Regions from separate parts of the Mus musculus genome. Here all the other regions are linked to region 1. Evidence: chromatin contacts called from public Hi-C, HiChIP or PLAC-seq and promoter capture Hi-C data. All regions are on one chromosome and are shown on one strand. The core of a region is the stretch at or near the end of the contact, and the rest is flanking DNA. Distances in the headings are between cores, read along the strand shown.

Region 1 (4,546 bases), core at 617-3,116:
TCCTTCCAAATGGATAAAAACTGCTGACACCCGGGGCTGGCCACCCACCCAGTGACTTCCAGAACCTTCTCTGCCCAGATTTAACTGCAGGCTTTCCTTGGAAACCTGCTGGTTGACAGATGCAGAAACGAGGCCTCTGCAGCTCAGCACAACTTGAAATCCATTCCTATTTGACCTCCCTCCCCTCCAGCCATGTCTGACTCCAGCATGCCTGTGTTCCTGACCCCATCTGTACCTCCCTCACAGGACCGCCATAGTCCCTGTGTGCTGTCTCTTTCCAATTGCCTTCCATGACTTGTTGATGTCTACCTGAACAGATGCAGAGTCCCGTGTAACAAGCAGGACCTTCTCAAGACACACTAAGCATATGTCTATCATTGAGCCACACTCCAGCCTGGCTCCCGTGCCCCTGAAGAGCATGTGACAAGCCTGAACTATGGCAGATTCCTCTTGTCATGGTTTTTCCGGAAGTATGCCACACCCAGGACCTTCAAAATGGTGACCACTGGCCCCATGTGGCTACTCAAAATGCAAACGCCCAGTCCTTCAACCACACTGAAGAGACAACCTAGTGGGGCCCACGGTCGCTCAGGTGAGTCCTGGGGAACGATTTCTGTTTGTTTGGGTTGTACTGGTGTCTTGTCCAGTGACGTCTGGAGTCACAACTGTATGCATCTTTGTTTAAGCTCCACGTGGGTGGGACAGACACCCAGGAGTAGAAGACTTCCTAGCATGCATATAGCCTTGAGCTTTATCCGTACATCCCATAAACCACGTGTGCTCGAGGATGCCGGTCATCCAGGCGGCTACCAGAGGCAGAGGAAGGAGGATTAGAAGTTCAAAGGCTGCCCTCAGCTACTTAATGAGTAAAGGCCAGCCTGGGCTAAGTGAGACCCTATCTCAGAGCGGGGTGGTGCAGTTGCTGGAGAGATGGCTCAGCATTGAAGCTGAACACTTGTTGCCCTCTTAAAGGACCTGGGTTCAGTTCCCAGCATCCACACCGGGGCTGACAATACTCTATAATGCCACTTCTGGGAAATCTGGTACCCTCTTGTGACCCCTTGGGGGCACCAGGCAAACATCCACACTCTAAAATAAAATAAAATAATGAATACGTCTTTTTTCTCTTTTTTATCTAAAGTGAGGGGCTTGAGTAATGGTCAAATATTTGCTTTTGGAGGACTGTGCTCAGTCCCCACAGCTTCAGCAGGGCTCCTGTTTGCAGTATCATACATGACCACCAAACTGCTGCTAGGATGTCCACACCTGTTACTGCAAATTCTAACCCCAGGGAAGAGGTTCCTCCTCCTCTGGGATTTTACTTTAGGTCAAGGTCGGGCTGTCTGGTACGGGGCTGCACCCACCTCGGGCGGGTACAGCCACACAGGAGCCTTTTCCCAGACCGTCGGCCTCAGGTCACCGTCCCACCCCCAAGGATTGACATACCTGGGCCAACCAAGCTCAAGTCACTGGAAACGCTCCTCGGGAGGAAGGAGCTTGTGCGTGCTTCCGTCTAGTCGTTGGGGGATGTGGTTCATTTCCTGGGTGGGGAAATAAAAAGACAATTTAATACAATTCTGTGTAAGCGGACGAACCCGTGCGGCGCCTGCAACACAGAAGCAGCCAGTGCCCCGCCGATGGCGGCCCGGGCCTAGGGCCTTCCTACAACTCCAGCCCATCCCGCGATCGCGTGCCGGCCCGGGGTCAGCCTCCTCCCATGGGAGTCCCGGGAGAGGTTTCTGAATCCCACGATCGCCTTCGGGAGGCTCCACGGCGCCCCCGAGCCACGCTGCGCAGGATGCATCCCCTCTGCACGGAGCACGCGAGTTCTCCTCCCCGGCGGAACCAGCTCTGCAAATGCACTTCCGGCCGGAACTGAAGATTTACCATCGAGACGGCCGCTAGAAGGTCGCTCTGGCCTTCGGGTCATCCAGGTCGGCCTTAAAGGGGCCGCGTTCTAGACGCGGTTAGAGCGGCCAGAGTTCCACGCGGCGGTGGGACCTCGTCTACAGGGGCGCAAGCGGGAGGGACTCCCTACTCTTGGGCGGCAGGAGCTAGCCTAGCCACTGACCCTTTATCAATCACGCAGCCCTGTGCAGACCAAAAAGTTGACTTTCCCGAGCCCAGTCAGCCCTGTTGTGGCAAAGGCAGTTGAAACCCAGCTGGTTCTGTTGCAAACCTGTGTGTGACCTTCCATCACAGTATAAACCCATAGGTGGTATCAACTGATACCCGTTGACGTCAGCACCCTCTTGATCCAAAGGCTTCCCAAAATCGCACCTCTGACCTGACCGCCGCAGGACTGTATCTAGAATCATGCCTTCAGCAGAGACCTCCCGAGGAACATGACACCGTGGTCCAGCAAAGGGTTAGTTAGATCTGTGATGTGGCATCTCTGGGCTAAGACCTCCAACCTCCAAAGTGGCATCCAAGTCCTGCATGCAGGTCCAGGTTTCAATCATCCCAAGGTATCCCAGGGGCCAATGGGAAATCCCACGAAAAAAAATTGATCAATAATGCCAGGGCCAAGTCGGTGCTATGTAGTAATTTCCTCCGAAACATCTCACCCGGAGGGAAGCTTGAGAAAGTGCGATCCGGATAGTCCTTAAGACTCTAAGACTCGGAAAATAAGTGACAAGTCTCAAAAAATTCCTAAAGCTTACCAGATTCACAAGGCCCCGCCCTCCTTAATGAGGAGAGACCCTCCGAACTTGTGGAATTAGCCCCAAATCATGCAGAGAGCTCCAGTTTCCAGCTCTCCTGAGCTGTCACTCATGCTGGGCTAGGCTCTTAGTAATGTGAGTGTCTTTGGGCTATCCGTGCTCCTGTGAGTAACCCCAGAAAACTGGCCACTTCATGGGGGCGGGAGGGGCATTTGGTGTCATTGTTACTTTGGTCTGTCATTTAGTAAACAAGGTGGTCTCATCTCCCTAGGGAAAGTGTCACACAGCCATTACCCCTACAGCTGTGGCTCCTTCTAACTGGAATCAAGATCATCTTCAGGTCAGCTAGAGGCGCGGGGAAAGGCAAGGAGAGGGTGCACTCTGTATTTTCAGTAAATGAAGAAAATGACACACGAACCTCATTGAGATGAATGAAGGGTTTTTGCATGTTTCACTGTAATGTGAATCCAACCACTGAATACAGACTCCCCCTTTGAAGGCTATTTTATTTATTTATTGAGATGAGTCTTGTGGATGTAAAAACACAACTGTGGGAAGCCACATGTGCCGTTGCAGAGTGACACTGACTACTGCTGGCCACCACCCATAAGTTTGGACAAACAACCAATGTGTACATATGCAGTAAAGTTTTTTGCAAAGACACTGCCTGGCCTGGGCATGATAATGAGGCTTTGAGAGTATAACCACTCAGATGTGAGACATGCAAATGAGGTATGATAATGAGGCTCTGTGAGGTACAGAGAGAGAATAGCCAATCAGATGAGGAACATGCAAATGAGGCGTAGTGCATAACCAATCCGGGTGTGAGACACGCCTCTCCTAGGCCTATATAAGCAGCACCAGTTCTGGGCTTGGGGTCTCTTCGCCTCTGCAATCAAGCTCTCCCAATAAATGTGTGCAGAAGGATCCTGTTGCAGCGTCGTTCTTGCTGGTCGAGTCCGACGCGCGCAAGACACAACTTTTGCCCCAAAGGAAATAAGAGATAATTTATTCTGGAGCCATTTGTTGTTGTTGTTGTTTTCGAGACAGGGGTTTCTCTGTATAGCCCTGGCTGTCCTAGACCAGGTTGGCCTCGAACTCAGAAATCCGCCTGCCTCTGCCTCCCCAGTTCTGGGATTAAAGGCATGCACCACCACGCCTGGCTCTGGAGCCAAATTTGAGGGACCAAAATTCAGGAAACACAGGGCCAGGTTACTTCAGGTCCATGTCTGTGGGAAATTGCAGGCTGGTATCCAGTTGAGCTGAGGTCTGAACCCCGATGGTCATAATTCACCTACATGACATGGTAGGCGTTCCCTTATGCTCCTGGAACTCTGGCTCCTGCCTAAGTTACCACCTCCCACACCCTCCACAAGAGAAGCATGGTCAGTGGTAAGTAGTCGTGTAAGCAATGGCCCAAGCTTCTGACCTTCAGGCTAAACTCCTCCCCAGTTACCTAGCAACAGTGAAGACCATAAAAGGGGCTGTTAGGCCCCCACCTTGATCTCTTACTCCTTTGTTCCCTTACCTCTCACTTCTCTCTCCTCTTCCCTTTCTCTTTGTCTTCTCCTCTCTCTCTCTTTCTCTCTAGCCTCTCTCTCTCCCTTCTCTCTTTCCCCTGCATTTCTATAATAAAGCTCTTAAACCATAGAAAATCTCTGTTCCATCAAGACCCGCTGCACACTCTGATCAGTGTTGGGAACTTCTTCCCCTATCCTGTCTCTCCTATAACCCCAGGGCGACAGGGTGTGGCCTCGGGGGTCCCTGGTCAGGGACAGCCCCTTCTCCACCCATCAGAGGCTTAGATCTCCACCGGGAGCCATGTGGAAAGTGCCTGGCAGTCTCCCTGAGTCCACCTGCCCAGAGCACAGGCACTCTGGCCG
Region 2 (4,043 bases), core at 903-3,402, 1.9 Mb after region 1:
TTAAATTACTATTGTTTGAGTTTCCTTTTGGGTCAGACAATTATTTGGAAGTGTCTAATGAGGGCTTACGCTCATAATAGGCTTGCAGGAATTAGGGAAGACTGGAATTTATTCTGAGATGGGGAGCCAGCTTGTCTGAAGTTTTTAGCAGAAACCTCCCAAGAGGGACAAATGGCTGTGAACTGGCATCTTTGGGTCACTGTGGAGAACATGCAGGTATGGTAGAGGGAGTTCTCTGCTCAGTCATCTTGGAGAACGGAGGTGTAGACTCAACACTGGAATGTTCCCAGCCGTCTGGTTAGACTGCTAATAAGGTTGGAATTGCTCAGGGCTCTCTGAACTTGATAGCGGAGCCACAAAGCTAAAAAGCTTTTCTTCCTTAGCTATGGGGTCTTGGGCCTGATTAGTTGATTGTGGGGCAGAGATGTCAGAGTGGGTCGGAAAGGAAGGGATGCAAGGCTGAGTTCCCGAATTATAAAAACCCTACTGTGTGCTTTGGGGAAATTTTCATCGGCTTGCCCACCATAGTAGGAGGAAAGTGGGGGTGGGGTGGGGGAGTGGGGCTCGTTCCTTTGCAGCCTTTCTGGAGCTTGTCAATGACTAACGACAAGATTGATGGGGACCACTTAAGAAGAGTGCCCAAGACCCCAGACCTAAGGTGCTCCAAGGATCTTTTCTCATCATGCTCTTTTCCCACAGCTACAGACTCAGGACTGGGCCAAGCCTGGCAGGCTGGGGGTCAGCTATTTTGCAGGTGCTCCCAGCAGGCACTCTGATGGCTCTGGGGCCCCAGCCATACAGGGGGAGGGAGGGAGGGAGGCAGGCGAATACCGGTATTTGTGTACTTTACAGATCACAGCTGCCTTGAGCAAATGATGCAGCCGGTCACCCAGCCCATCAAGTCCACCAAACACAAACAGCTGCTCAGCCTTGCCACCTCCTAGGTAAACAGCTCAGTTGTCCTGCAGGGCTAGGAGGTCAGGAGATCCCCATCAGCCTGGGGGTGGGGGCTGGCCATCAGCAACTCCCCTCCCCTGAGGACTTAGAGCCCCATTTCCTGCCACAAGCCCACACAGGACGCCTATCTCAACGTCTCTGGGTGGGTAGGCTGGCTGACTGGCTTCCCCTGAAACCCTAGGGGGTGGAGATGTGAAGCTCCTAGTGAGAGTGAGATCTGGTGTTTGAGAGGAACCAAGACCCTGAAAGAGGCAGGTACCCTTCAAGACCAGGCATCACTTCTACCTGGCATAGCTCTTACTTCTCTCTCCTAAACCCTGTAGAAAAATAGTGCAAGAGGCTGGCTGGCTCAGCATCTCTTTTTAGAGTTCCATGTACTTGCTTAAGCCAAGGACACCAATAAGAGAGGTGGTGACAGACATCCTTTTATTCAGGGCATTCCTGCAGAATGTATGCACCCCAGAGAGTTGCCTTTAAGGTCGTCGGGGGGCCGGGCGGGGGGAGGGGGAGAGTGGGCCATGGTCACTAATTGCCATGTTCTTTCTCAGCTTCTGAAAATTCCCAAGTGGACTTGTAGGCTGGCTACATGCAGCCTGGGGTGTTGGGAAGGAGCTGTGAGTCTATGTCTGGAGGCAGTGGGGAGGGGAAGGGTGGGATGTACCGCTGAGTGGGGACCCAAAGCACTGCACGCCTGTGACAGGTGTCACTTTTTGAGGCTTAGCTCAAAAAGGGCATTAACCTTGAGATGCCTCTGAAGGCGGGGATGCCCTGTCTGTGTCTTCAGAGAGTCCCTGTCTCCCAGTATTCCAAAGTGTGGCAGAAGGAACTGGGTTTTTGTTCCTAGGGTGGGGGAGTCTTAGTCTTTCAGATCTGCCTTACCCCATGCCCTCCGAGGTCAGCCTAGAACCCTAGAGACTGGGATGAGCCCAGGGGTTATGCCCCAGACCAGAGACCCAGCTGACACTTCCAGAAGAGGGGTGTAGACAGGGAAGGACAGGGTCCTAAGGCAAAGGACATCGGGAGGGATGTCCCTAAGTGCCGGCCTGGGGGGTCCCCAGCACTGAGCGCAGAGCCCACCCACCTTGCCGGTGAGATCGTAGTTCGGGCTGAAGGGCGGGGAGCGCTCAGGGGCCTCGCCATCCCCAGCGGTAGCAGCTCCTGGTGTGCCAGTCATGTCCCCGGACAGTCAGAGGTGAGCCCGGCTCGAAGCAAGCGAGGGAGAGCGAGGAACCGCCCTGCCCTAGGCTCCGCCCACTCCTCCCTCCCCATCCACCAACCGGCTCGGACCCTGATAGACTCCTCCCTCCGTCCCGCCATCCCCTCGACGACGCCAGCCAGGACGTCTGAGACTCGCAGAATGCACACCCTAGGGAGTGGCAGTCCCCCTGAGAGACATTAGCCTAGTTTAGTGCTCTTACAGCACGGAATGAGTCCTGCTACAGGACCAGCCCATTAAGGTCGCAGTGGTGAAGTTAGATTGCCATCGAGGCTGCGGACCCGGGAGACCCAGCTAGCTGCGGAAGGTGTGGGGCTTGGTTTCCTACTGCGGCAATGCAGTGGCCAGCAGGGCGCGCCCGAGCTCCAGCCAGTTGACAGTCCGGTACTTACCTGCAGGCAAGAAGCTGGGGACGTCCCTGAACAATGTTGGACAGGAAGTTGCATTCTGAGACTAGCACCCAAGCGGTTCTGATAGACCTCAGCTCATCTGAGCCTACTTTTTCACCGACACTCACCTTGGAGCGCACTGACCATCTGGGGAGCTCCTGGGTGGTGCTAACACTTGGAGCTCTTTGCCATGTTTCTCCCTCATTTGTTAGTCTAAGCCCCTGATGTCCTCCCACCACGGGAAGGTGAGCTCTTGAAGCCCATCTTTCCAAGGGGACAAGATAGGGCCAACATTATTCAGGGAAGGCCTAGGCCTAGCCACCGAGTGGGTGCCACAGGAATTCATGAAGTCGTGGGTCGTTTTGAGCTGTTTCTAGTACAGCCCAGGAACCCTGCAGCTCCGGATGACGGGGGATATGGAGAATCTGGGGTTGCACATACCAGGGTTCAGTAGCTTGTGGGCCAACTTTTCAACATCTCAACGCTGTATAGAAAGGAACAGGATGCGGGGACTGGATGCGGGGTGTAGGAAGGGGGTTGGGCCCCTCAACTTTTTAGGTGAGGGCAGTGAGGGCTGGCTTTGGGGTGACTATGACTTGGGAAATGGCTGTGTACATCAGCAGGAACTATTTCATGACAGCTGAGAGGAGATCCCGGAGCCTGGATGGAGGTGACTTTGTCGAGGTGGGAATTGGAGAGGGGTAGTGGCTTGCCCCTTGCTCACCGTCCACTGAAAACTAATGTTGTGGGGGTACATCGTGTCCCCCAAGAGATATGCTGAAGTCCTAGGCACTGGTACCCAAAATGTGTGTGGCCTTCCTTGGCAACAGGAACATTAGAGATGTAGGTTAGAACTGGGCCATACTGGAATAGGGGTTCCGTGATGGTTAATACTGATCATTAACTTGGCAGGCCCTAGAGTCATGCTGTGAGGGAATATCTTAATTAGGTTGACCGAGGTGGGAAGACCCACTCCAGAGGAGGGCAGCATGAAAAGGAAGAGATCACACCTCTTGTTCTCTGTTGCTTGTTTGAGGTTAGCTGCCTCAGGCTCCTGCTGCTGGGGCTTCCCCCGTCTCGATGGAATCTAACCAAACTTCCCTTCTTCACACGCTGTTTGTGTCCGGGTATTTTATCACAGCAACGGGAAAATTAACTGAGACAAGCCCCTAACCCAGTGTGACTGTGTGATGGGGAAAGGTTTAAAGCAAATGGCTAGAAGACAGCCTCGTGAAGCCAGAGGTAGAGACAGGAATATTTGATGACTCCAAGGAACAGGGACGATGCCCGGAGCTAAGAGAAGCTGGGAAGCGGTAGGGAGAATTCGACTGGGATACTACTGACCCCTTGGTTTGGGACTTTGGTGTGTGTTGTTGGCTCCATTATTATTTTGGGAGGAGGCAAAGGCTTCAGAGGTTAGGGCTTAGCTGGTGTTAGGGATTGGTTCTAACGCTGTCTCAATTCAATTCGGCTCCCAAAGG
Region 3 (4,437 bases), core at 178-2,677, 1.2 Mb before region 1:
CATGTCTGCCACAGGACACAGGTATAAGGTGGCACACTGGGGAATTTAAATTTATTTAAGTTGTACAGAGATTTTGAGCAATTACAGACTAAGGCTGTTGGCCATGGGGGAGAAAGGATTGCTGCAGCCCATCCAGCGAAGAGAAGGACCCACAAGGAAAGACCTGACTCTCCTTCCTCCCCATGTGGTTGGCCTGGCCCCTTCATGCCCTGCAGAAGCCCAGAGATTCCCACAACCCTCTACAGGCAGTGATTTGCAGAGAGAGGGAGCTGTGGGGGTAGAAGGCTGGTTCTGGGGCTGCATGGGGGATTTCAAGTCTTTGTTTCAATCAGGAAGACCCGTCCCAAAACTTCCCAGTGTCTCTTTTGCTGTATTTGTAGGTTTTTGTTTTGTTTTGTTTTGTTTTGTTTTTGAGGTGGAGTTTCACTATATTGTCCTCCTGCCTCAGTTTCCTGGGACGCTAGACTAACAACAGGTATGCCACAGGCAAGCACCACTACCCCAGGCCTTTCTGGGGTAAGAAGGGTTTGTGCATGCTGTGGTGGAGGACATCCTGGACAGGGACCTACCACCCAGAGATGCCCCAGCCCATATAAGACCCTCTGAGTCTGGGAATTAGTTTTCTCCTTTCCCCTGGTCTCTGGGATGCAATCTAGGGTCTCTCACATTGCTAGGCAAGTGCTCTGTCATTGAGCTGCAATGCACTCCCTGCTGGTCACTTGGCTAGAGTTCACAGGACAGGGTGTTCCCTAAGGGCCTTTTCAGATCATTGGTTGGTGCTTCCACTGATTAATTCTGCAGAGACCTCCTACCGCATAAATGCTCTCACCTCCACAGAAGCAGCCCCTGGCCACAACTGCAAAGGGGGATCAACCGGTCCTCCCGAAGAAAGCAGCAGAGCCTGTAAATTGAGGCTACTAATTTGGAAGTTATGTCCTCCTGTGCAACTTGGCGCCGGTAGGAAGTATAAGTAACGAACACAGATGAGTTTAGGTAATTTCCTCCTCGACGTGTTGGTGTCCGAGGCGGATACAGCTAGGGCCACCTTACCCTTCGGGTTATACCCGTGACCTTGAGTATGTTTAACCAGCCGAGTGGCTGGACGCTGGCCCTGGCTAGTAAACCACGCCCGCGGCCTACGCACGCTTGTGAAACTTGAAACCCGAAACTGCCCTGCCCCGAGGAGAGGGGGCGGTACCTAAGGAGAGAGGGCGTGACTTGGGGGCGGAGTCATAGATAGGCAGAGCCTAGGTGCCGCGCTTGCGTAAACGCAAACTAAAGAGGTCCTCAAGGGGACGGGGCCTAGAGGGCGTTCACGCACGCGCGTTTTGGCTGTGGGCGGGACCTTGTGCCGGGGGCGGTGCCTCGGGCGGCGCGTGCGCAGGCGCGTGCTGGGCAGTGCGGGCGCGGTGCGGGGGGCGGGGCTCCGCGGCTCGGAGCTGGCCTGTGGCGAGCTGGTGTCTGGCAGGACGCGGGCTGCGGGAGGTCAGTGGCGGTCGCGGGCCGGAGCCGGTCGCCAGCACCATGGAGGACGATGACAGCTATGGTGAGTGGGGCCGGTCCGCTGCCCCTTCGTGAGCTTCCGCCTGCGCCGGTGTCCCTGGGACGGGACGCGGAGCGCCGGGTGGCGGCAGTGCGAGGGCCCGGGGGTGACTGCCCAGACGCTCGAGGGCCTGAGGGTCGCCGGGGCTGAGGGTCGCCTGGACCTTTGGGTCGCCGTGAACTGAGAGTCACCCGGGCCTGAGGGTCGCTGGGAACTGAGTGTCACTCGAGCCTGAGGGTTGCCGGGGCTGTGGGTCACCCAGGCCTGGAGGGTCACGGCAGGGGTCGCCCGAACCTGAGGGCGCCGACGGAGACGGGTGTAAAACCGGGAATTGCTTTCGGGCTCCAGGACCGAGGTTACTCGGGCCTGGGGGTCGCTGGGGCTGAGGTTTGCGAGTCTAGGGGCCCCGGAAGGGGAGTCGCCGGGGTTAGAGGGTCTCCGCGGCGGGGGTTAACCGGAGCGCTGAGGGTCATGAGGATGCTGAGGAGCCCCGGGGTGCCGAGGGGAGTCAGGGCCAGGTGACCGGGGTCGTAGTCTTTAAGACGAGTCGCCTGCTGCTTGTCACCGGGGTGGCAGACGCCGCGAGCGGCCGCGGGACTAACACGCCCGGCCGGCCTGTGTTCCCTAGTAGTTTCCGGCTCTCAGGGGTGTTAGAAGTTATGTGCCCCATCCAGCTCTTTGTTCTGAGATGAACACAAGTGGCCTGACCGGGGCCTCTGAGCCGGGGACGTCGGTCAGGTTCGTGCTACCGTCGCATTGTGAATTAGCTCCTGGTCCCCTGGTCTGTCAGTCAGGGCCTGACCACACCGGGCAAGGGGATCAAGTTTGAGCTGTTGCCTGAAGGTAGCCGGGTAATGACACCAGTCCACATCCTCCACCAGGGCAGAAGCGATTTAGACTCTCCTGGCTAACCTTGCTGCTTGTTGGCGAACAGCCAGGGCTCTGGTCCCTCCGAGGGTGTGCAGTCTCTGGAGTTGTAGAAGGTTATTTGAAATGCTTTACGTGGTTGTTAGCATTGTTTCCAGGAGGAATGGAAGAAGGAATGGCAGGTAGGGCGAGTGGTGACCTTTTACTGGTTTGGCAGGGAAGTATGGCTCAGGAACTTAACAAGCTTATACGGCTTAGTGGAGCCAAACTCCGGTGTGTTGCCTCACAGGTAACTTTGCCTCCTCACACTCTGGTGAGGAATATTAAAGTACCAAGAGGGAAGAGTGTTAGGGCTTTGCAGGGGAGCCCTTAGAGAACCCTGACCCGGTGAAGCCATGAGGATTATGGCTAACAACTCCCAGAGCTTCAGATGTGTGAACACTGACTGTTTCCTTGAATGTTAGAGGTCTGTGCCTTCCTGTTCAGTGGAAGAAGCCGGCTTTTGCTACCTTCCAGGTAAACATGGTGTGTGCCTTCCTTTGTGATAGAAAAGCAGTCACCTGCAGGCAGGCCCCGAGGGATTGCTCGGCCCCCTTGGACCCTCAGGGTTTTTTTCTTCGGTTGGAAACCTTCACTGGCTTTCCCCACTGCTCTTTTCTCTCCCCCTTGTCCTTTGTTGTCCCCTGGGTGCCAGGGTTCTGCCAAGCTTTGTTCTTACCCTCCCCTGGTTATTGCCCGCTGGGTGAGGCAAGAGCTGCTGTTCTGGTTGGTTTAATAGTGACTTCTTTGACTCAGGCATGACTTGTACTAGGGAAGGAAAAATGGAAGGCTTTGGTTCCTGTTACTGCCAGGAATAGAGGGACTCAAACCCAAATTTACTCTGTAGATCTGGAGGTGAGAGTCCAAATTAGGTCACACTGGGCTGATACCAAGATTTTGTTAGGGTAGTGTTCCTGCCAGAGACTGGAGGGAAAAGTCGGCCTCCTTTCCTTTCCTAGCTCCAGAGGATGCTTCGCTTCCCTTGGAATCCATCCTTAAAGCCAGTGGATAGCATCTCTCCACTTTGTCTAATTGCTGCCCTTTCACAGGACACTTGTGTGTCACACCTACCTAGATAACTCAGGATAAGGATCGTAGTAGCCATCCACAAACCCAGCTTCCCTTTTGCCATGTGAGTAAACACTTTTAAAGACTTGAGGATTGTGATGTTCACATCTTTAACTTTTTAAAATTTTATTTATTTATTTATTTATTTATTTATTGCGCGTGGAGGTTATGAGACAGGAGTGGGTTCTCTGCTTCCACTCTGCCAGTCCTGGGATGAAACTTAGGTTGCTAGACTTAACACCAAGCGCTTTTGAACCCACTGGGACATCTCATCATCCCAGATGTGGGCATTCGTGCAAGCTTTCAAGAGAGCGGCATGGGAGGATGAAAAGGAAGCTCATTGCCCCCTTTATACACTTTTACGTCTTTTTACTTGGGAGGATCTAGAGGGGTTAAATACAAGAGAACTCCTCGAGTATCATATAGTATAAAATGGCCATGTGGAGACTGAGACCAGCTTTCCTTCTCTTTCTCCCTCTCTCCTTCCCTCTTTCCTTCTTTCCTTCCTTCCCTTCTTCTCCTTGTCTCCTCTCTTCTCCCCCTTCTCTTGATCTCCTCTTTCCATTTTGAGTTAGGGGAGCATCTCCCTATGATTCCATGGGTCTGGCCTCAAACTGGTAGGTTTAAGTGATCTTCCTGCCTCGGCCTTCTGAGTAGCTGGCACTGTGTTGATTCTGTGTCTGACTGAGCCTCCCAGTTTGAGTATCAGACTATAGAGAGAATGTACTTGTTCCAGTCTCCACATGTTAAGAGGACACGTGTGCTGGGGATTTGTGAAGCACGCAGGCATGCTCAGAGCGTCCAGTATTTTCTTCCAGATGAACTTCATAAGCTGTAATATTTGGTTTTTAAAATAATAAGGAACTGTTTCTTGTGGCTTTGAAATTTTTACATACGAACATTTTAGCCAGGTTTGTTCA
Region 4 (4,128 bases), core at 249-2,748, 1.7 Mb after region 1:
CTTGTGTTGGCCATAAGGAAGATTTAGGGTATATAAAAATAATTCCCTATAAACAGGAGTTCTGGAATCTCTTAAGGTTCCCATCAATTTGGTATCAGAGAACAGATGAAACTGATTAAGGGTTTATGCAAGTCTACTAACCATGGGAGTGCTTTATGGTATGGATGCGTTTGAGAGTCAAAGGTCAACCTGCAAAAGTTACAGTTCAAACTGGAAATGAATGACGTCTTGCCACTGCTCAACCCTGTGTTTGACGCTACACATTCTCTGGGTCCTAACCTATCAGCCCATCTTTCCAAGGAGTGCATTTACTTTCAAAAATGTACCGAAACGGTGACTGTTACGGCACAAAAGGTCTGGGACCAGGATTTTATCACCACCACAGGATGTATCACAAGCACTTCCTGCAGCCTTCAGTAGTGGACGCTATCATTAAACCCCGAGTTTAATACCACTTTACACAGGGATGGAACAGGACCTGAGTCCTCCGAAAGTGACCAAGATGTGGTCATTCACCCTGACCCAGTTCTGAATGCATTTGGCACCAGCAGCAGGGGGCCGCCCGGGAGCCAAAGAAAAACTCATGCAGATCTGAGAAGGGGTGGTCCCCAGGAGGGGCAGGGAATGTGACAGGAGCACGAAGGGGGCTCCCGTGGGTGCAGGTAGACAACTCCACGCAGGAGCAGCTGAGAAAAGAGCGGGGTGCGAAGGGAAACCGGAGTGTGCCTGAAGATGGGGCAGAACTGGGACGGGAGATCATTCTGAGGTGGCCAGTGCTAACTCGGGGGGAAGAGAGTGGACTCAAGTCCGGGTTTGCAGGACCCGCTGGAGGGAAACGCGTCCCAGAGATCGGAGCACCAGCCTGGAATGGGTCCCAACACCCGGGGGCGCGCCCGAGGGCGGGGCGCACCTTGTCGGAGTCCAGCTCCGGGTCCTCCTGGCAGCACAGGCGGCAGAGGAAGGACTTGGGCTCCCGGCCTAGGGTCTGTCTGGTGGTCACGAAGTAGGTACCGCCCACGTTGAGCCGGACCCAGCGGGCGGCCCCGCCGCCTCCCGTCCGCTCCGGAGGTCCGGGCCCGGGCTCCAGCGGCTGCGCGGCGGCGGCGGGCTGGCGGCCGTGTCCGCGGGGTGTCGGGCCCGCAGGGCGAGGGCTGGGGGGTCCGCGGCCCGAGCCGCCGCCGTCGCCCATCGCACTGCTGCCACCCCCTCCCAGCCCCGCCACTGCCGGGTCCAGCTGCAGCTCCGCCATCTTGGGCCGCCGCTGCCCGCGCGCCGCCGGGCCGGCCGACTCCTCGGCGGGGAGAGCCGGGCCGGCCCATCGGCGGGCGTGGGGCAGGGGGAAAAGGGACCCCGACGGCGCAGGCGCCGCGCCCGCCTTCCAGGACGGGACTCCATGCTCATTGGCTGAAGTGTGACATGAGACCCGCCTATTGCTCGTTCGGATTGGCCAAGGAGAGAACTTCCGGCAACTCTCTTCCGTTCCTTGCTTGCTGGAGAGAGAGCACTCCGCCGGGGGTCGGTGAAGGTGAGTGGGGTCTGAGGTGTTGGGTCGAATCTCCACGGACTCTTTTGTATTGTATTCCAGACCTCGCTTCCACACTTGTTCCAGCTCCACGGAGGACATCGGGCCTTCGAGCTGCCCCGCTAGCAGAGCGCCCGAGGTCACTGCTTTGCCCTGCTCGCTTTCCCGCGGGGCGAGCCTGGGGCCTGGCAGTGACTTAGCCAATCACCGTGAATTTAGATGTTGCCACAGACTTTTGTCTCACACTGTGTGGCGATCTCAGGAGTGGAGTTTAGGGGTCGGGAAAGCATCACAGAGTTAGGGTGGTAACTTTCAGAGAGGACAAGACACCTAGCAGACTTCAACTCTACGTCCTTCCCTTCGAATGGAGGATTCCTATTCCTCATGAGGTTTACCGATTGATCTAATTAACTATTGGTCATTCTCTATGCTTATGACCTGTGTATGAGAGCAGGCTGGCCAATTTGTCTGAGAAACAACCAGCGCTAGAGATGAATCAGATAACAAAAAGTCTGTAACTCCTGCTTTCTCCAGTGCACTTCGTTCTCTGGCATCCTTAGTTCACTTGACAACTGTCTTAGTCTCTGTCTCTGTCTCTTAGAGACGTAAGCTGTACTGAGGAAGGAAGGAAGGAAGGAAGGAAGGAAGGAAGGAAGGAAGGAAGGAGAGAGACCGGCATTTGACAACTTTGATCGATAGGAAGGTATCCCCCACTCAGAGCTTGTGTAGATGGTTTCCACTTTTCGGTTGGCTCTCTTCATAGTTATTTTCTGTATCTCGTCTTGTTTTGGTCTCAAGACCGCTTCAGTCACTTTCTTTTCACAGTATCATTTGTGTAAAAATGCCTCTGAAAGTGCACAGTATGTGTGCTGTGGACAGGATGACCTGGGCAGGACAGTTCGAGTGAATGGCCGGGGTTGTGGTGGAGAGTCAGTGGCCAAAACACAGTAGCTTAGTTAGCCTTTGGGCAGCTTATGACTTCCTTTAGAAGTGTCTGCAAAGAATAGAAATGAGTTGGGATAGAGGAAGGGCAGCCTGGTAGGAGAGAACATGTTTATATTCTGGGTTGTAGAGCTTTATTTTGATGTATTGAGACAAGCTCCCACATCTCTCATGTGACCTTGAACTTTGATTCTCTGCCTCTACCTCAGTGTTTCTGGTGCTGGAGAGGGAACCCAGGACTCTGTCCATGCCAGGCAAGCATTCTAGCAACTAGCTACATCCCTAGCCCTCTTTCCTGGTTTAAATCCGAATTCTTTCATCTGTTGCATATATATACCCATCAAATGCTTGAGCTGATCCGTCTCTTAACGACTTGTATTTCTCTGGAATGGTCTCCTTCAGGGGTTCTCTCCAAAGGCGCTGTTTTGTTTTCTAGTATCCCAAGATGGCTGGGCGTAAACTTGCTCTAAAAACCATTGATTGGGTATCTTTTGTGGAGGTCATGCCCCAAAACCAGAAGGCAATTGGAAATGCCCTGAAGTCCTGGAATGAGACCTTCCACGCCAGGTCAGTATGCTGTAAGAGGGAGCCCCCATCCTTGATGCTGAACCTGGAAGCAATGTTTTGACATTTATCACATCCACTTAGTATTTAGTAAGTATATGAGTTCGAATCTGCTGCTGTGTGTGCCATATCAAAAGGAAAACTTGTGGGGTTGGCTCTCTGCCTTCAACTATGTGATGAGTCTTGGGTATTGAATACAGGTCCTCAGGTTTAGCAACAAGCCCCTTTACCCACTTAGCCATCTTGCCAGCCCTAGCTAGGCATTTCTAATAGTTCGACAAGAGGAAAGAAACAATGTGTTCTGCAAATGAAAGCATTTTTGTGGTGGCCCTTCAGATAAAAGTGTGCTTGACACTCCAGTGTGTCAGGGATAGGAGGTTGCTGTGTAACTAGTGTCTTTTGCTCATTCCAGTCCGGGAATAACAATGCTGACTTCCTTTTCCATACGAGTAGGTTGGCTAGTCTGTCTGAGAAACCACCTGCGATTGACTGGGCTTACTACAGGGCCAATGTGGCCAAGCCTGGCTTGGTGGATGATTTTGAAAAGAAGGTGAGTCTTCAGATAATTAAGTAAAGGTCTATCTTGCAAGGGGCTGGCAGGTGGGGGGAGTGGGTTTGGCCAAAGGCCCTGGGGTGGATTTTGTGAGCACCTGTAGAGAATCAGGGTTCAGTCACTTGGCAGTACAGGTAGCCTTGCTCCCAGGAGCTGAAGGACTTGGAGGGCCTTTAGTCTCTTGCCTGCCTCCTCCTTGTAAACTAACAGTTCCTCCCCCCGACCCCCTTCTCCAACCTCTTCTCTTAAAAACATGAGTTTCCTGTCTCTGGGTGTTTTTCCTGCGTATATTCCAGAGGAAGCTTGGTGGTACCAGATGCTCCAGAGTTAGAGTCACAGGCTGTTGTGAGATGCCATGTGGGTGCTGGGAATTGAACCTAGGTCCTCTGGAAGAGCAGCCAGTGCACAAAACTGCTGAGCCGTCTCTCCAGCCCCATCAGTGACCTGTGTTCTTTTGGTACCTGCACATTAAGTACAATAATATAATGTCTCTGGATCCAGAGTTCATTTGCTTATTATTTGAAGATGCTTCTAGAAGACCTGCACT
Region 5 (4,142 bases), core at 1,265-3,764, 1.4 Mb before region 1:
ATGTAGTTGCCATAGCAACCAGTGTCACCTATGTGTGACATTCTGAGTTTGGAGCCCATTGGCAAAACTGGTCTTTTGATGCCAACAATAGTGGTTTGTTTGTTTTGTTTTGTTTTGTTTAATTTCAAGGGTCATGTTTCTGTTTATAGTATATTTGTATCTGTGTGAGCCCTTAAGTGCCACACTGCTTTTGTGAAAGTCAGAGAACAACTAGCAGGCATCAATCTCCTTCCACAACAGGGGACCCAGGGACTGAACTCAGGTCCCCAGGCTTGCTACAAGCACCTTTACCCGCTGAGGTGTCTTGCCAGCCCTGACATAGTGATTTTTTTACTCCCTGCATTCACTAACTATCAGCTCCTATACTTTACCTAAATCTTGCATGCTTCCCCATTGGTAGCTACCTATAAATGGCTGCTTCATCTCTACCTTTTCAATCCTTCCCTCATCACTGACTCTTCTTAATGATCTCTGACCATCCTCCAAACCAGCTTCAAACAGAAGCGGGCAGGTGTGACTGGGCTGTAGCTCAGAGGTGGACCCCTCCTGTAGCTGACAGTAACGGGCTGTTAGGTCAGACACAAAGATGGTCAAGAAGTGCTATTAAGTCAAATAGCAATTAGACCCGGGAGCTGCAACATTCCAACCCCTGCGCAGCAATCGCTGAAGTTCTAATCAGCTGAGCCTTTAGGAAGGTTCTTCCTGCATAGAATAAGCTCAGTTTACTGAGAGTATTAGTAGGTTTTCTTCTCCGATGGAATAAGCCAATTCGAGTCGAATTGAGAATATAAAAGAAGGCTTATTGGGAGCAGTTCTCAGGTGGGTTCACTGGTCTCAGAGAACGAGGTCAGGGAGATCACTATAGACAGGGAGACAGAGAAAGAGCACACCTGTAGAGAGGAGGAATGGAGAGAGAGAGAGAGAGAGAGAGAGAGAGCGCCCTGGGGTGACTGGTGGGTCCTTTTATCTTCAGCACTCACCTGGTACACCTGGCAACCGCAAGCGATGACATAAACAGTTGCTAGGTCTCTGAGAGCAGGCCAGTGGAATTGCCTGTATATTTATTTACTGGGTTAAGGTTAGGGGTCCGGGTTTGAAATCTCATAGATGTGTGCTTTTTCCTCAGAGTGACTGTGCTGTTCAGGAGTGCTCTGAGGTCACTCAGAGACTGCTCTGCAGTTTTCCTTTCTTGAAAACTCATCAGACTTAGGATTGCTTCAGTAAAACATGGGGAGACCCCCTGTTCCCTTTTCTAGAATAGCTTGTTCAAGATTATCACCATTTTTCTGTAACCTCTTGGTAAGTTCACATAACAGTCTGCACTGGAGCCAGAGAAGAGGCTTGGCGTTTAAAAGCACCGAGGACCTGGTTCCGTTCCCAGCATGCACATGTCCGCCACAACCACTGTAGCTTCAGTGCTAGGGGAATCTGGCGCCCTCTTCTGGCTTTTGCAGGTACTGCAAGGAACGTAATGCACCTACTTGAAGGCAAAACTCTCTTACACATAAGATAAAATAAATATTTTTTAAAAGACAGACTATGCTGAAAGATTTCTTTTGTGGAAGCTTTTAAATTGCAGTTTGCATTTGATATTTCTAAAACTACCCAGATGTTTCTTTACTTACGCTAATATTGGGAGATCCCAGATGTTTCTTTACTTACTTCTTTATCTAATATTGGGAGATGTGGGTTTTTTAGGGGCCACCGTCAGCTTCTCAAGCTCACAAGTGTGAAGAGTCGCTATTATTTATTTATATTCCATATTGATTGGGCCTGAATTATACTCTTTTGATAGTTTTTCTGCTGCATTATTTCTGTCCTTTCCAAGCTCCAAACCCAGGGAGTCTGTGTATTCAATTTTTTTTAAAAAGTTGCTGTTTTATAGATTATGTGATTAATTCTACATTCAGTTTATCATTACCAAGATGGCCACTCTTGCAGGCAGCCTTGACGGGGTGGACAGGTGATTCAGCTGTGTGGCCAGGCGAGATCCAGAGACCACACAAGAAGCAAGGAATAACAGGACAACACACACACCACTTATGGGTCCCTGAGAGAAGGATGAGAATGGGGTTAGAGGGATGACCGTAGACATTGCTGTCCCACTAGCAGATGGGAGGGGGCAGGGAGGATAAGGGAAGGAAGAGAGAGCAAGAGAGGAGACAGGAAGTCAGTGTAAGTGGGGGAAGTAGGGAAGAAGCGGGGGGCGGTGCAGAGGAGATGGGCATAGAAGGGAGAGGAGAGGGGAGAAGAGGCAGAGAGGGGAGAAAAGATGAGACAGGAGGGGAGGGGGTCTGCAGGCTGTGATGTCACTCTGTCCCTATGGTGTCCTCAATGCCTTCTCCAGAGCTGGCTTACAGCACACACACACACACACACACACACACAGAGAGAGAGAGAGAGAGAGAGAGAGAGAGAGAGAGAGAGACTTGGTGATGTCCCCCGGTGCTGCCCTCTGCCCTCTGGTTTCCAGTGGTCAGCAGCAGTGGAGTTCAGAGTGAGCACAATGAGAAAGACCAGACCTCACGGTCAACCTCTCGGGAAGGAAGGGAAGTCTGAACTAGGCCAGAGGTGACGGGGCGTGACAGGGCTGCAAATAACTTAGCTCTGAACCCCAGATGGTTGTGGAAGCAGAAAATGCAATAAACACACCAGGACAGCGGCAGCTCTCAACACCCTTGGCCTCCACAGCTCTTTCCACCCTGTACAGCCAAAGTCCCACCCACAGAACAGTAACTTCATGTGCCGCACCACCAGCGGTCCATGTCTGCCTCTGTGGTTTTTCTTTTACTGTATGAGTGTGTGGTGAATGTGGGGGAAGGGGACGGGACATGTGTGTTTCTGGGGAGGGCACCGCAGCTCAGAAGTGGACATCAGAGGACAGTTTGCAAGAGTCTGTTTGAACCTCCCACCCAGTAAGTTTCAGGGCTTTGAGACATCTTGTTAGCCCTAAAATGATGTCTTCTCAAAAGAAAAGAAAATCCTGTGTGTGTGTGGGGGGGGCATGTGTATGTGGCATGTGTGTGTGTGTGTGTGTGTGTGTGTGGTGTGGTGTGTGTGTAGCATGTGTGTGTGTGATGTGTGTATTTGTGTGTGGTGTGTTTGCATGTGTTTGTGTGTGTATGTGTGTGTGTATATATGTGTAATATGCAAGTCTACAAAAGTGTCCATCATCTGTCAGGAGGGGGAAGAGGAATCCTCTCTTATGGAGCTTTTACATTACTCAGAGTCTTTCATTGAAACTGGAGTTCTCTGTAGTTCAGGCAGGCTGGAAGCCAGCAAGAACCAAGGAAAAATACCTTTCTTTCTTTAAAAAAAAAGATAGTTAGATAGATGATAGATAGATAGATAGATAGATAGATAGATAGATAGATAGAAAGAAAGAAAGATAGATAGATAGATAGATAGATAGATAGATAGATAGATAGATAGATATACATGATAGATAACAGATGGATAGATAGATACATAGATACATAGGTAGATGACAAATAGATACATAGATAGATAGATGATAGATGACAGATAGATAGATAGATAGATAGATAGATAGATAGATAGATAGTGTGTGTGTGTGTGTGTGTGTGTTTGTGTGTTTGTGTGTGTGGTGTTTGGGCATGAGTGCAGCACACGGGCAAAGGTCAGAGGGCAGGAGTCCATTCTTTCCTTCCATTAAGTGGATCCTAAGGACTGGATCGGGTTGTCAGACTTGGCTGCAGACCTCTTTACCCTCTGAACCCCCATCAGTCCCAGCACTTGCATCACAGGAGTACATGGGCACGCCCAGCTGTATGCACAGGTGCTGGGAATCCTGACACGGTCCTCCCGTGGGCATTCACAGGCAGCAAGAACGCTCATCCACTGAGCCACCTCCTCAGACTCAGTTGTTCTGCCTCACACTGGGAGGTGATGGCATCCCCCCACAGCTGGCATCAGAAGCCAAATCCTCCCTCTTGTCCTTAGAGCACCTTGCCTGATGCTTGCTCTTTTTGTTGGTGTTTCCAAAGCTTCACTGACTCTAACTTACTGTACTTCCTACTGCTTGTCTGTCTCTGCTGTAGGTTTTGCAGCTGACCAGCAAGTGCAGGGAGCCTCTTGTCTGCCTCCTGGCACTGTTATCACAAACCCACGCTGCGGCACCC
Region 6 (4,420 bases), core at 1,413-3,912, 1.0 Mb after region 1:
CTCTGTGAGTGCTGAGTTTGACTCCTCATCGCCTCACAGCCAGGCATGGCCACACATGCTTACAACCCCAGTGTTGGAGGTGGGGGAAGCAGATGCTAGGAACCCACTGGCCAGCCAACCTGGCCAAGTTTCAGGCCCAGTAAAATAAGCTATTTTTTAAAAGACTTACTTATGTATATGGGTGGTTTGTCTACATGTATGCCTGCATACCAGAAGGTATAGGATCCCCGTGCACTGGTTATAGACAGCTATGACTGCATGTAGGTGTTGGGAAATGAACCCAGGACCTCTGGAAGAGCAGCCAGTGCTCTTAACCACAGAGCCATCTCTTTAGCCCCAAAGAACCTACTTCAAGGAAATGAAGAGGGATAGGACACCTAATGTCCTCCCCTGATCTATAAGCAACAATGTGTACATTACACACACATTCTCAAAAAGAAACCAAGATTTATTCCAATTTGTTTGGAATTGTACCAAAAAAACATGATCCAAGTAGCCAGAGATCATTAAAAAGTTCCAAAATGAGGCCCAGTGGTACAGATTTGTAATCCCAGCTACTCAGAAATCTGAGGAAGGGGCTGGAGAGGTGGCTCAGAGGTTAAAAGAACTGTCCTGAGTTCAATTCCCAGCAACCACATGGTGGCTCACAACCATCTATAATGAGATCTGGTGCCCTCTTCTGCCCTGCAGGATACATGCAGGCAGAACGCTGTATACATAATAAATAAATCTTTAAAAAAAAAAACCCTGGCGTGGTGGCACATGCTTTTAATCCTAGCACTTGGGAGGCAGAGGCAGGAGGAACGCTGAGTTCGAAGCCAGCCTTATCTACAAAGTGAGTTCCAGGACAGCCAGGACTATAAAGAGAAACCCTGTCTCGAAAAACCAAAAAAAGAAAAGGAAAGGAAAGGAAAGAAAAGAAAAGAAATCTGAGGCAGGAGGATGCAGAGTTCAAGTTCTGTCTGGATTAAAGCAAGTCAAGGCCAGCACAAACAACTTGGTGAAATCCTAGCTTAAAAAGTAAAGAGTAAATAAACAACTGGGGGTGCGTGGCGAAGACGCAACCCAATGACAGATGTGATCCCAACATGTAAGAGGCCTGGGTTCAGTTTAACCCTACAACACAAGGTCCTGACTGTGAGAGCACAGAGCAGTGGCCAGGCTTAGCCAACTGAATTCAATGCCTGGAACCCTCCAGGTAAAAGGAGAGAACCAATTCCTTCAGACTGTTTTGACCTCCACACCTGCATGTGGCGCTGCGTGAGTGTTCCCACAGACTCACATACAAATAAACAAATGTAGATGTTTTTCACAGTTCCACTAAGTTTACAAATTTTTGTGTGTGACCAGATAAGTGATGTTATTCTGATGTTAGACCTTCTTATCAAAAGCAATGGCAAGGTTGCAGAGTGAGAGAGAACTCCAGTAAGAAAGGACCAACTGATGACCACCATACTTGAAAGGCTAACCTGAGTTACAGTCAAGTTTGGATGACGTCAGCCAACACTAGTCATTTGAAGAAACCAATACATTTTCTATAACCAATGTTCCCCTGTCCCAACTCCCAAAAGTGTTGAACCAGAGCTGCTTCTGCCTGACTTTAGTTCGGATGCTGCCAGCTCCTGGCTGGACGCTGGAGTGTTGTTCAATCTCTCGGGTTCTGACATTTCCACAGGTTGGGATCTCCTAAACTGGCCCATCACTCAGGCACCCAGTAGGGACACTCCTGGCACACAGCAGGGAACGGAAACCAACAGGGCTTTACAAGAGGAACTACAGCATTGGCCTTTGTCTCACAGAACCTAGGCCTACTGTGACATGACAGCAAGGAAGGCAGGGACCTAAGCTTGTACACATGCAGTTTTTACATTGTGGCAATCTCATTTAGGCCAGTTACGATGAGGCTCCCTTGCCTGCCCGATGCTGAAGGGGTCTGCAACCATTAACACCCCGGATGTCGCTGACTCAAGCTAGACAGTACAGCCTGCACGGAGTGAGCCCATTTCTGCACGTTTGACTGTTTAAGGGAATTCAAGCATGGGTGATCCTCGTGGACAATCTAACAGGCCTTAAAGATACAAAAGGCCTCCGGTGCACAGAGTCTCCTCCCGAGACTTCAAGCAAACAGTCATTTCTAGACAGGTCTCGTGCTGGTTGGTACAGACTTCCACTTGTCATGTCGTGGACTTGTCGGGTTTTATGTCTGAGACCGTCAGGCCTCTGAGGCCTGGCCTGAGAAGTGTGGATTCGGGACCCGCGCTCCTGCCTTTCCGACTCGGAGGCTGGGACCGAGTTTCCCGCCCCACTGCCCGACCAGAGGTTGGTGACAGTTGAAGTAAGCTGGGACCGGTCCCAGCAGGTTGGAACCGGTCTGGGCCGAGCCGGAGGAAGGGGGGGGGGGACAGCCTCGCGCTCTCCCTGCGCGCGTGACTCACGCTGGCCGCTGACGTCAGGCGTGCGCGCGCGGCGGGGGGGGCTCTACGTACGTGTAGTGCTGCGGTTTCTCGGGCTGTGCCTGCAGCACCTGAGCGGTAGCGGCCGGGGGCGCCGAGGAAGCTGCCGAGCCGCCGGGCCCGGGGCCCTTCGACATGGTCCTGTCTTCCTGCCTCTTCGCCGCTCCCCTTTTATTATTCAGTCTGCGCGGTCCGCGCCGAAGACCCACAGCGCCTGCGCCGCGCCACGAGAACGTGAAGACCCCCCGCACAGCAGCAAAGGTTGCTGGGAGTTGTGGTCCTCCTTTCCGGTGAAATTTTACCGTTGGCACAGTGTCGCTGCTAAAGTGCAAGACCACAATACCCAGAGATCTTTGCGGACGGTGTCCCGGATGCTGAGGATCCGCAATGCCTTGTGGTAATTGTAGTCTAGTCACTCTTAACTATTACCTGAGCATTGTCAGTGTGGTCGGAGGTGAACTCTACCTTTAAACTGGATCCTCCGGAGAGCAAGGAACCAGTTAGGGAGGCCTGAAACAACTCCACGGAGAATGTTCCAAATGCAGTGCAGTAATTGCCTTGCCTCCCTACCAGTACAGTTGGCGCACCGTTTCTAAAGTCAGTCTAGAGCATTGCCTCGGAGCCAGCAAGCTAGTCAGCCAATATTTTCATAATATAGTAACCTGTAAATCACCAGAGAAAGTATGCAGGCTAGCAGACAGTTTGAAGAAGCTTTTTATTGTTGTTGCTTTGTTTTGTTTTTAAAAATTACAATACACCATATTGTTCCTGGGCATCATTAACATTTATCAACCCTGAAACCTGGAACCCCTCCACTTGGGCTCCTTCTGAACTCAGTGGTTGGCCCAAATACCTTGTTTCCAGTAGGTTAAGGTCCAAGGGAGAACCTAATCTCTATCTAGAGTAGTCTCTTAGGCACTTTGGTAAATTGTTGAGAAGTATAGTGATAGACTACATGAGAAGGGCCAGGGGCTGAGGAAAAAAAAATGTTCTAGTCCATTCTAGTTCCCTTTTCTGGAAAAAAACCTTTCTGTTCCGGGGAAATGCAAGGCAATTGCCTCACATTTAGGAATATGGTTTTATGAAATGACTTTCTACAGGCTGGATATAGGGGTACATCCTGAGGGAGGAAAGTCACAAGTTCCAGGCCAAGCTAGGCTATGTACTAAAACCCTATCTCAAAAACCAACACGGTGGCATGTATCTCGGTCCCAGCACTCAGGAAGCAACGGAAGGTGGATCTCTGAATTCAAAGCCTGGTGGCATCCGTTGGTAGTTCTAGGTCAGCCAGAGCTGTCAGTCTGTCTAAAAACCCGAACAAGAACAACCAAACAACAACAGGTTGGAGATGAGTAGGGGTAAAGGTGCTTGCTTCCCTAGGCTGCAAACCCAAGTGGGATCTCTGGGACTGATGTACAGGTGGTAGGAGAGAACCCACTCCACGAATAATAATAAAATAATAAAAATGTCCATCATAGATATGTAATACTTCCCATTTGACCTTGTTTTCTATGTTCAATCTATATCAAATTCTTTTTTATTTTTGGTTTGTGAGTACATGTTTGTGGTTTTGAGGCAGGATCTTACTTATGTAGCCCCAGCAGGCTTGAAACTTGATATGTAGATCAGGCTAGACTTGAATTTACATAGACTTGCCTGCCTCTGGCTCCCAAAAGCTGGGATTCCAGGCTTGCACCACCACACTTAGTCAAATCCATTGTTTTCAAAACCTACTTGTTTTGTTAAATGGGATCAAGTTAGCCTTGTTAAAGCTAACCCGAGTGGGATCTCTGGGCTGGGGCGTAACCTTTGGTAGAAGCAAGCAAGAAGGCAGAGTTCAGTCTCCAGCAGCAAACATGTGAAGGGTCACTCATCTATAACTCCAGCACTAATATGGGATGGAAGCAGCGGAATCAGGAACCGAAGATCATTTCAGCTACAGTGAATCTGAGGTTCGGGCTACAGCA

What was found. Promoter capture Hi-C pulls out the DNA fragments that hold promoters and counts their contacts. A called contact is a pair of places that touch in the nucleus more often than the background predicts. HiChIP or PLAC-seq counts read pairs in DNA pulled down with a chosen protein or histone mark.
Region 2: a contact with region 1 is called in a promoter capture Hi-C map of pre-B cells, with 3 times the contacts expected there. The contact joins the promoter of Rab37 here to the promoter of Snhg20 in region 1. A contact is called at or near these places in 2 of 39 promoter capture datasets (liver and pre-B cells) and 1 of 115 datasets of contacts at active chromatin or transcription factors (pancreatic cancer cells).
Region 3: a Hi-C map of B cells shows a contact between it and region 1, with 7 read pairs. The contact joins the promoter of Cyth1 here to the promoter of Snhg20 in region 1. A contact is called at or near these places in 5 of 39 promoter capture datasets (the C10 cell line, hematopoietic stem and progenitor cells, hippocampal neurons and 2 more), 1 of 484 Hi-C or Micro-C datasets (B cells) and 2 of 115 datasets of contacts at active chromatin or transcription factors (large pre-B cells and pancreatic cancer cells).
Region 4: a promoter capture Hi-C map of pre-B cells shows a contact between it and region 1, with 4 times the contacts expected there. The contact joins the promoter of Atp5h here to the promoter of Snhg20 in region 1. A contact is called at or near these places in 2 of 39 promoter capture datasets (liver and pre-B cells).
Region 5: a promoter capture Hi-C map of pre-B cells shows a contact between it and region 1, with 2.9 times the contacts expected there. The contact joins the enhancer-like site here to the promoter of Snhg20 in region 1. A contact is called at or near these places in 3 of 39 promoter capture datasets (the C10 cell line, liver and pre-B cells).
Region 6: an HNF4G HiChIP or PLAC-seq map of pancreatic cancer cells shows a contact between it and region 1. The contact joins the promoter of Unk here to the promoter of Snhg20 in region 1. A contact is called at or near these places in 2 of 39 promoter capture datasets (cranial neural crest and embryonic stem cells) and 2 of 115 datasets of contacts at active chromatin or transcription factors (microglia and pancreatic cancer cells).

Annotation. Positions count from the first base shown.
Region 1 is chr11:117,074,103-117,078,648 of GRCm38.p6, reverse strand. It overlaps Snhg20 (small nucleolar RNA host gene 20), which reads right to left and starts at 1,866. Exons shown (of 2, transcript NR_027059.1): 1 at 1,447-1,866. It overlaps Mir6516 (microRNA 6516), which reads right to left and starts at 1,301; the gene lies at 1,192-1,301.
Region 2 is chr11:115,152,287-115,156,329 of GRCm38.p6, reverse strand. Rab37 (RAB37, member RAS oncogene family) reads right to left here and starts at 2,152. Exons shown (of 9, transcript NM_021411.4): 1 at 2,039-2,152. The coding sequence starts at 2,131.
Region 3 is chr11:118,245,548-118,249,984 of GRCm38.p6, reverse strand. Cyth1 (cytohesin 1) reads left to right here and starts at 1,427. Exons shown (of 14, transcript NM_011180.4): 1 at 1,427-1,546. The coding sequence starts at 1,525.
Region 4 is chr11:115,417,289-115,421,416 of GRCm38.p6, reverse strand. It overlaps Atp5h (ATP synthase, H+ transporting, mitochondrial F0 complex, subunit D), which reads left to right and starts at 1,498. Exons shown (of 6, transcript NM_027862.1): 1 at 1,498-1,525; 2 at 2,901-3,031; 3 at 3,482-3,578. The coding sequence starts at 2,910. Kctd2 (potassium channel tetramerisation domain containing 2) reads right to left here and starts at 1,291. Exons shown (of 6, transcript NM_183285.3): 1 at 911-1,291. The coding sequence starts at 1,249.
Region 5 is chr11:118,457,758-118,461,899 of GRCm38.p6, reverse strand. No RefSeq gene overlaps it. Among named protein-coding and RNA genes, the nearest start is that of Gm11747, 4.8 kb to the right of the region's middle. Within about 2 kb of position 2,514, at least 87 of the 459 cell types and tissues checked have an H3K27ac peak or open chromatin away from gene starts, as enhancers often do. A contact at or near this core is called in pre-B cells, where this site is marked.
Region 6 is chr11:116,028,558-116,032,977 of GRCm38.p6, reverse strand. Unk (unkempt family zinc finger) reads right to left here and starts at 2,662. Exons shown (of 16, transcript NM_172569.4): 1 at 2,487-2,662. The coding sequence starts at 2,590.